Regions from separate parts of the Muntiacus reevesi genome. Here region 1 is linked to region 2. The links are chromatin contacts, called in public Hi-C maps. All regions are on one chromosome and are shown on one strand. Each heading gives the region's core, a stretch centred on a gene start, on an enhancer-like site or on the middle of the called end of the contact. The rest is flanking DNA. Distances are from core to core; before and after follow the strand shown. Region 1 holds the start of U2AF1 (U2 small nuclear RNA auxiliary factor 1). Region 2 holds the start of WDR4 (WD repeat domain 4).

Region 1 (3,445 bases), core at 43-2,542, 170 kb after region 2:
CTGCTGCCTCTGGGGCCACAGCATTCAGTGCATGCCTCTCTTTCACAGCACTTAATGCATTTCAATTCATTTTAACTCAGTTATCCTTTGGATGACAAGCACCCCCTTGCTCCTTGAGAACAAGATCCAAATTTTACCCATTTTTGAGTCCCCAGACACTGGCCTTGAACTGACACCCAGTAAGTGTTTCTGGGGTGAATATGACTGATGACTGTCTTATGAGTTCTGCTAGGAAAAAACATAACCCCCTCTTCCAAACAACACAGGAGAGTCTACAATGTGTAAAAGACGACATTTTACAAGATACACTGCATCCTGGAAAACAGAAACAATTTAAAGTTTTTTATAAAGTTGTATCGAAACATTAGCTATGGCAAATTTATGAGTTTATTGTTAAAAAAATATTCACATAGACCCTCTACAGCCCTGAAGAACACCAAGATGCTAATCATTTATTGGAAGAATACATCCAGCTCAATCTTAAGGTTTTCAAGTATTATCCTCCCAAATAAACACCTGGCAAAACCAAAATTATATTTTTTACTCTCAACCTAACAACTGACTACGGAAGGTATGCAACCTAAAAACGCACTCATCTTATTCTTATATTGGAATTGCACCTGAAAGTATTTTAAAAGCAGACTTTCACGGTTAGTTAACAAGTCATCTCCAAAATACTGTTTCACAACAAATGTCCTTATGATCTATTCGATGATCGCTTAACTCACACAAGAGGTTTGTTAAGCACCTAAAACCCTAACAGGAACCTCAATTATCTAACGACTTAACGCGGGCGAGTCTTACAGCTTGCCCGACTCGACATTAAAAGATCAAACTTGGGAGAATCGTTAACGTTGACAACTTCAGCACAACTCAAGTCGGCTTCCGAGAGCCGGGGGCACGGGTCGCCTGTAGGTGGGCAGCCGAGGAGCCTCGGCGGGAGAAGCCGTTCTGCCCGAGCGGAAGCCCGGCGCCCGCCCGGCCCATCGCCCGCCTGCCAGGGCGCACGCGGCGGCGCGCGGCTCCCGAGGCCGGAAGGGCAGCCTGCCCCTCCCCCCGCCGGGCCTCCCACTGCCGCCCGGGCCCCGCCGCCGAGCTCCTCCGCGCGCCACCCGCCTCCCCAGCCCGGAACCCCTGCGGCCGGATCTCACTTACTTGTCTTTCTCGGTGCCGAAGATGGAGGCCAAGTACTCCGCCATTTCCCACCCGTCGCCGCCACCGCCGACACCGCTGCCGACGCCGACGACCCCGCCCGACGCCCGCCGGAGACGTCACCCGGACGCGACGACGCTCATTCCGCCCCACCAGCGTGGCGGCGCTGCCCAATCAGGGGAGGCGCTGTCTGCGCATGGGCGGGGCTTGGCGCGCGCGTCAGGCGCTCCCCTGGCGGTAGTGGAGCCGGCGCGCCGCCCGCCAGCGCCACCTCCCGGCTCTCGTTACGTTCTCCGGGCCCGCGCCAACGCTCCTAGCGCCCTCGACTGGGGCCCCGCGACCTCCACCGGCGTTCCGCAGTGCCCAGAGAAGCCAAGTGCTCAAAGTGCGGCTTCGGAGGAGGCAGCGGCCGAGGGGCTTTTCCACGCAGTCCCTGGGCCCGGCCCCTGAGCGCGCCTGTTCCGTGTGGGGGTTTCCGCGGGCTGTGAGCGGGGCGAGACCCCCCTCCCCGCACTTTCCCTGGGGGATCCCCACCGAACCCTTCCTCCGGGAAGACGCGTTCTTCAGCTTCCTCTTGTTCGGGGAGCTGAGTCGGAGCTCCCCGGCTCCCCGGTCCGGAGGTGCGCCGCCTGGGCCCGGCCCTGGGAAAGCCCGGCGGGTTTGGAGAGGCTCCGATGCCGGGAAGGCAGAGCGCACGTCTTCGGGCCGGGCTCACCGGCCCGCAAGACGGAGAGGTGCGGGGGGCTGGGGGGGGGGGAGGGGGAGGGCGGTGAGGGGTGTCGGGCTTAGGACCGGTTTAGGGACGTCCAGCAATGCCCGGCATAGAAACCCTGAATTCAGACCACGGAGAAGCCAAATGCAGGGGCCGTTGCGGGAAGGGGCTCGGCTGGGGCCGAGGAGAGTTAGAGATGTGCGTGGACGCTGGGTCCTTTCCCCCAGAGCTACCCACCTCCGGAGCTCCTAGTTCATCCTTTTTTTTTCTTTCTTTTTTTTTTTGAGGCACCTCCTTTTAACCCACTGTTTCCTCCTCGTTCTCTTTTTTCACCTAACGGTCCATCCCACAGATGGCTCCATAGGACTGTGGTCGCAGTCCTGAGTACTTTGATGGCTCCCCAGAGCTCCGCTGTGTGGCTAACCAGTTCCCTGTTGATGGGCCCATAGGATGAGCCGGTCTCGCCTCTACTGACAGTTCTGCAGATATTGTTTTGCATTTGGGGCAAACGCACACCTGGTTTATTTGTCCACCCAGGTCTGCAGTCTCAGGTTCATAAACAGAGAATGCCACAAAAAGTTTTATCCTGGGAAGAAGCCTGCACAAAAATGAGTTATATCCTGGCAGAAATGCTTTGGCAGTGTCTACTGTGTTAAAATTTGGTATGGAGCACATTTGAGAGTGAAGGTAACAATGATAATCAGGTGCTTGTGTAGCCCTCAAAGCAGGTGTGAGAAGGACTCGGTTCCCTCTGAACACAGTTTGAGAACTGCTTTTTTGGTTGGTGGGTGTCATAGCGGGGACTCTGGTCCTATTTGTACTTTAGGGGAGGTGAAATAACCCCTCAACCCTCTTGGGTTCTGGTGCCTGGACTAATAGTGAAACTGACTCAAGGTAGATTACCAGGAAAAGAAGAAACTTAACTAATTCATGCACACGGAGGCCCCATAGAAATGGGACCTAAGAAGTGGGCAAGGGCTTCCCTGGTGGCTCAGAGGGTAAAGAATCTGCTTGCAATGCAGGAGACTGGAGTTTGATCCCTGGGATGGGAAGAGTCCCTGGAGAAAGGAATGGCAACCTACTCCAGTATTCTTGCCTGAAGAATTCCATGGACAGAGGGGCCTGGCAGGCCGCAGCTCACGGGGTTGCAAAAGAGTCAGACACAACTGAGCAAGTAAGCACAGCAAGAAGTGGGCAAAGCAGGCAGCTTTTATTTTTTGAGACAAGCCGTGATTTTGTGAGGAATTGATAGACTTAAGTTTGGGGTGCCCAGTTAAAGAAGTAGAAAGGTTTGCTTATATAAGCTTCATGTCCCCAAATTCCCCATCTTTGGGGATAAGAATCCTTCTGCCTCCAGGTGCAGGATTGCCCCTTTTACAGGGGAGACTTATTTCCTACTCTTAGGGAGACAATGTGTGTCTCTTGTATTGGTTGTTTCTTAAGTAAACTTGAGTGAGTGAAAGTGTTCGTTGTTTAGTCCTGTCTGATTCTGCAACCATATGGACTGTAGTCTACCAGGCTTCTCTCTCCGTGGAATTCTCCAGACAAGAATACTGGAGTGGGTTGCCATTCCTTTCTCCA
Region 2 (3,317 bases), core at 52-2,551:
TTTAAAACGTGGGGTACTTGTTTAGAAAAGCTCCAGTGCCTGCCAAGCGCTTACCAGTATAGAAGCCACCCACTTTCCCTACCAGGCCCTAAGCAGCACCCCCACCCCACCCCACCGCTCTAATTCGCAGCCTTTAAAGTGACTGTAGCCAAACTCTTTTCATTTGGAGCACTGCCGTGTAGGATGAGCAGCAGTCCTCCAAGTCAGAAACCTTGCCAGCCAGCCACTAGGTTTCCTCAAAAGGTGTGAACTGAATCAACCAGATGGAGTCTAATTTTCTCATCTCCCACTGTGGCATGTGCTACGGCTCTAAAATAAAGTAACCTGGGACAGACAACAGGTTTGTGAATAAATCTGTGAAATCTAGACTTAACATCTCATTGAATCTCTGAAACCAAACTCTGAACAAAGAATACAGCGCACATTTACATTTAACAGACATACTGTATGTTTCAAGTTTGGGAAAATCAAAACTACCCTGGGAAAGGAAATACGGGACCAAAACTGGCCACTGCTAATATTCAAGAGGTTCCTGGATCAAGGCTAGTCGACCAACAAATATAAAAATTCCGGGAACGGTAAGGGGTGAGAAATTAGAGAAAGCAAAAAGAAAACCTTATAAAGGGCCACTAGGGAGAAAGCGGCTGTGGTTCTGGGGGTAACCTCCAGCAAGAACGTGTCAGGTAAGACCCTCGCCCCGAAAGTAAGCAAAGCAGGGTCAAGGGCTACGGGCTGGGATGAGGAAGCAGGCAGCGCTGAAGAGAGAGGGAAGCGAGTGCAGAGAGCGTGACGAACGTGGTCCCCGGGAGTAAACCCCTCTCCCCAAGAAAGGCCAAGAGCTGTCTTCCTCCCACGCCCCAGAGAAGTGCGTCCCCCGGACCCCACAGAGCCCTGAAGTGTCTGGAGCGGAACCGGCAAAGAATGCCGCAGGCCCGCCGCTGAGGGCGCGGGGCCCTGAGCAGGTCTTGGGAGAAGGACAGGAAGAGCAGACATTCCGAGGTGCAGGCATGCAGCCGGGCTCAAGAGGCACCAGAGGGCTCACAGGGAGCAGCGGGGCTCCCTAGGGTCACTCCAAGGCAGGTGCAGCCCCGGCGGGGCGGGAGAACCGGAATCTCAAGACCCTGGCGCATGACCGCAACCTAGGCTTCTGCTCCAGAACGACCCCTCACCTGCTCGAAGTGGAGGTAGCCAGAAACCGGCTGCCGCCCCGCACCACCAGCGCATGCCCGCACAGCGCCAACCCCGCAGAACTCGCCATGTGCCCGCCCAACTCGCCTCCACCCACGTGCGCCGTCAAGCGCCTCTTCCGGCCGGCGCTAGGGAGTGACGTCAGCCGTAGACGCCGTGAGGTGACGTCGTGCGGACTCGCTCCCGCGCGCGAGCCGGCGGCGGGCTTGCGCAGGAGGTGTTCTCTCCCTTCTTTCGGCAATCAGGCGTTCGCGCAGTTTAGGGTTGGTTGCTGATCAGTTTTGTTCGGAGGGAATCCGTTTGCTTGTTTAGTGTTCGTTTCTTCCTCCAGACTGCACAGAGCTAGTTCTGGATCTTTCTCGCGCTGTGGCTAGGCGACTTGGCCGGTCTGGTACCTACTTGGTCCTTCAAGAGCTGAGAGGGTCTGAGTTCGCATCTAGGTCCCGAACGTGGTGTCTGAGGAGGGCGTAGAGCTGAAGCCGCCGGATGGGAGCTGAGCCAGACACACCCGAAGAGCAAACCTGCTGAACTACTGTTTTTCAACACAGGATAGGGCTCTTTTCCAATGTTCTTAATGCTCACGGAGTGGCAACACCAGCACCAGTTTGCTGGATGCTTTCTTGGGATTCTCCACCCCCCATCTTCCACATTGGTCATCTGATCGCGGAAATCCTCCTGGACGCCCCTTCTCCCCCTGTCCATGGCCTCCGCCGCGCCACACACCAGAGCAACCCCTCTGCTCTCTGTTCTCACGTCCGCGCTTGTCCCCACCCCCACCCCCGCAGATCCACAGTGCGTGCTAAAGCCAGAGAGACGTTTCAGAGCATAGTTCCAATCACCTCATCCTCCTGCTTAAAATCAACAAGTGGCTTCTCATTGTTCTCGGTACAGAAAACAAATCCTGATCTTGCTCTATGAGACTGCATGTTTTCTGGCTCCTGCCTACCCTGGAGGCTCATTCCCTACCAGGTCTGCTTCATTCTCAGTGCTCTAGACTTGACTATTGTTCAGGTTCATTGGCACAGTGATAATAGCAACCACAGGACCTTAGCACACGCTAGTCTTTTCACCTGAAACATTCTCTCCACACTCCATCTCTATGTCCCTAGTTAATTCCAGACACCCAGTTTCACTTCAGTGCAGTCAACACTTAATCAAGGAAGCCTTTCCTGACTTTTCATTGTTTATATGCACTACACCCTTGATAATCTGCTTAATATCTTGTCTCTAGACTACAAATGCCACGAAAGCAGGGGCTGATGCTGACTCAATTGGCAGGGTGCCAATGCACCAGCTTGCACCACAAAATCTGGCATGATTAATATTTTCTAGGTAAATAAATGGAACAACTAATTGTCTTATGTGTGCTAAGTTGCTAAGTTGCGTCTGACTCTTTCTGATGCCATGGACTGTAGCCAGAGAGGTTCCTCTGTCCATGGGATTTCCCAGGTAAGAATACTGGAGTGGGTTGCCATTTCCTTCTCCAGAGATCTTCCCCACCCAGGGATCGAACCCACATCTCCTTCGTTGCTGGCAGATTCTTTACCACTGAGCCACCAGGGAAGCCCAGTTGTCTTAAAGGATCAGCTGTTTCTGCATTAAGTGAAGGAATTACGATAGGCATGAGGCATAGAAAACTATAACTGATTCAAATCCCACCTCTGGATTGATTCAAGTTTGAATTTACACCCAGACTTAAAGGTGGCAAAGCAAAACGCTTGAGGAAAGCCAGTCTTCCTGAAAGGCAGTAAGGTAAAAGAAGCTTGTACCCTTTCGGACCATGTTTTTTTCTGGTTATATGCCCAAGAGTAGGATTGCAGGATCATATGATAGCTCTGTTTTTAGTTTTTTAAGGAACCTCTTTACTGTTTTCATACCCAAACTGCAACAGTGTTTACAATAGCCAAGACATGGAAGCAGCTTAAATGTCCATCAACAAAGGGATAGACAAGATGTGGTACATACATACGATCGAATATTATTAAGCCATTAAAAAGAATAAAATAATGCTATTTGAAGCAACATGGATGGATCTAGAGATGAGTGAAGTAAGTCAGAGAAAGATAAATATCTTATGATATCATTTATATGTGAAATCTTTAAAAAAAAATGATACAAATTAACTTATA

The links. A called contact is a pair of places that touch in the nucleus more often than the background predicts.
Region 1: a Hi-C map of blood shows a contact between it and region 2, with 4 times the contacts expected there. The contact joins the promoter of U2AF1 here to the promoter of WDR4 in region 2. A contact is called at or near these places in 2 of 3 Hi-C or Micro-C datasets (blood and muscle).

The regions. Positions count from the first base shown.
Region 1 is chr8:23,007,919-23,011,363 of mMunRee1.1, forward strand. It overlaps U2AF1 (U2 small nuclear RNA auxiliary factor 1), which reads right to left and starts at 1,293. Exons shown (of 8, transcript XM_065942816.1): 1 at 1,156-1,293. The coding sequence starts at 1,199.
Region 2 is chr8:22,834,402-22,837,718 of mMunRee1.1, forward strand. WDR4 (WD repeat domain 4) reads right to left here and starts at 1,302. Exons shown (of 11, transcript XM_065942532.1): 1 at 1,170-1,302. The coding sequence starts at 1,258.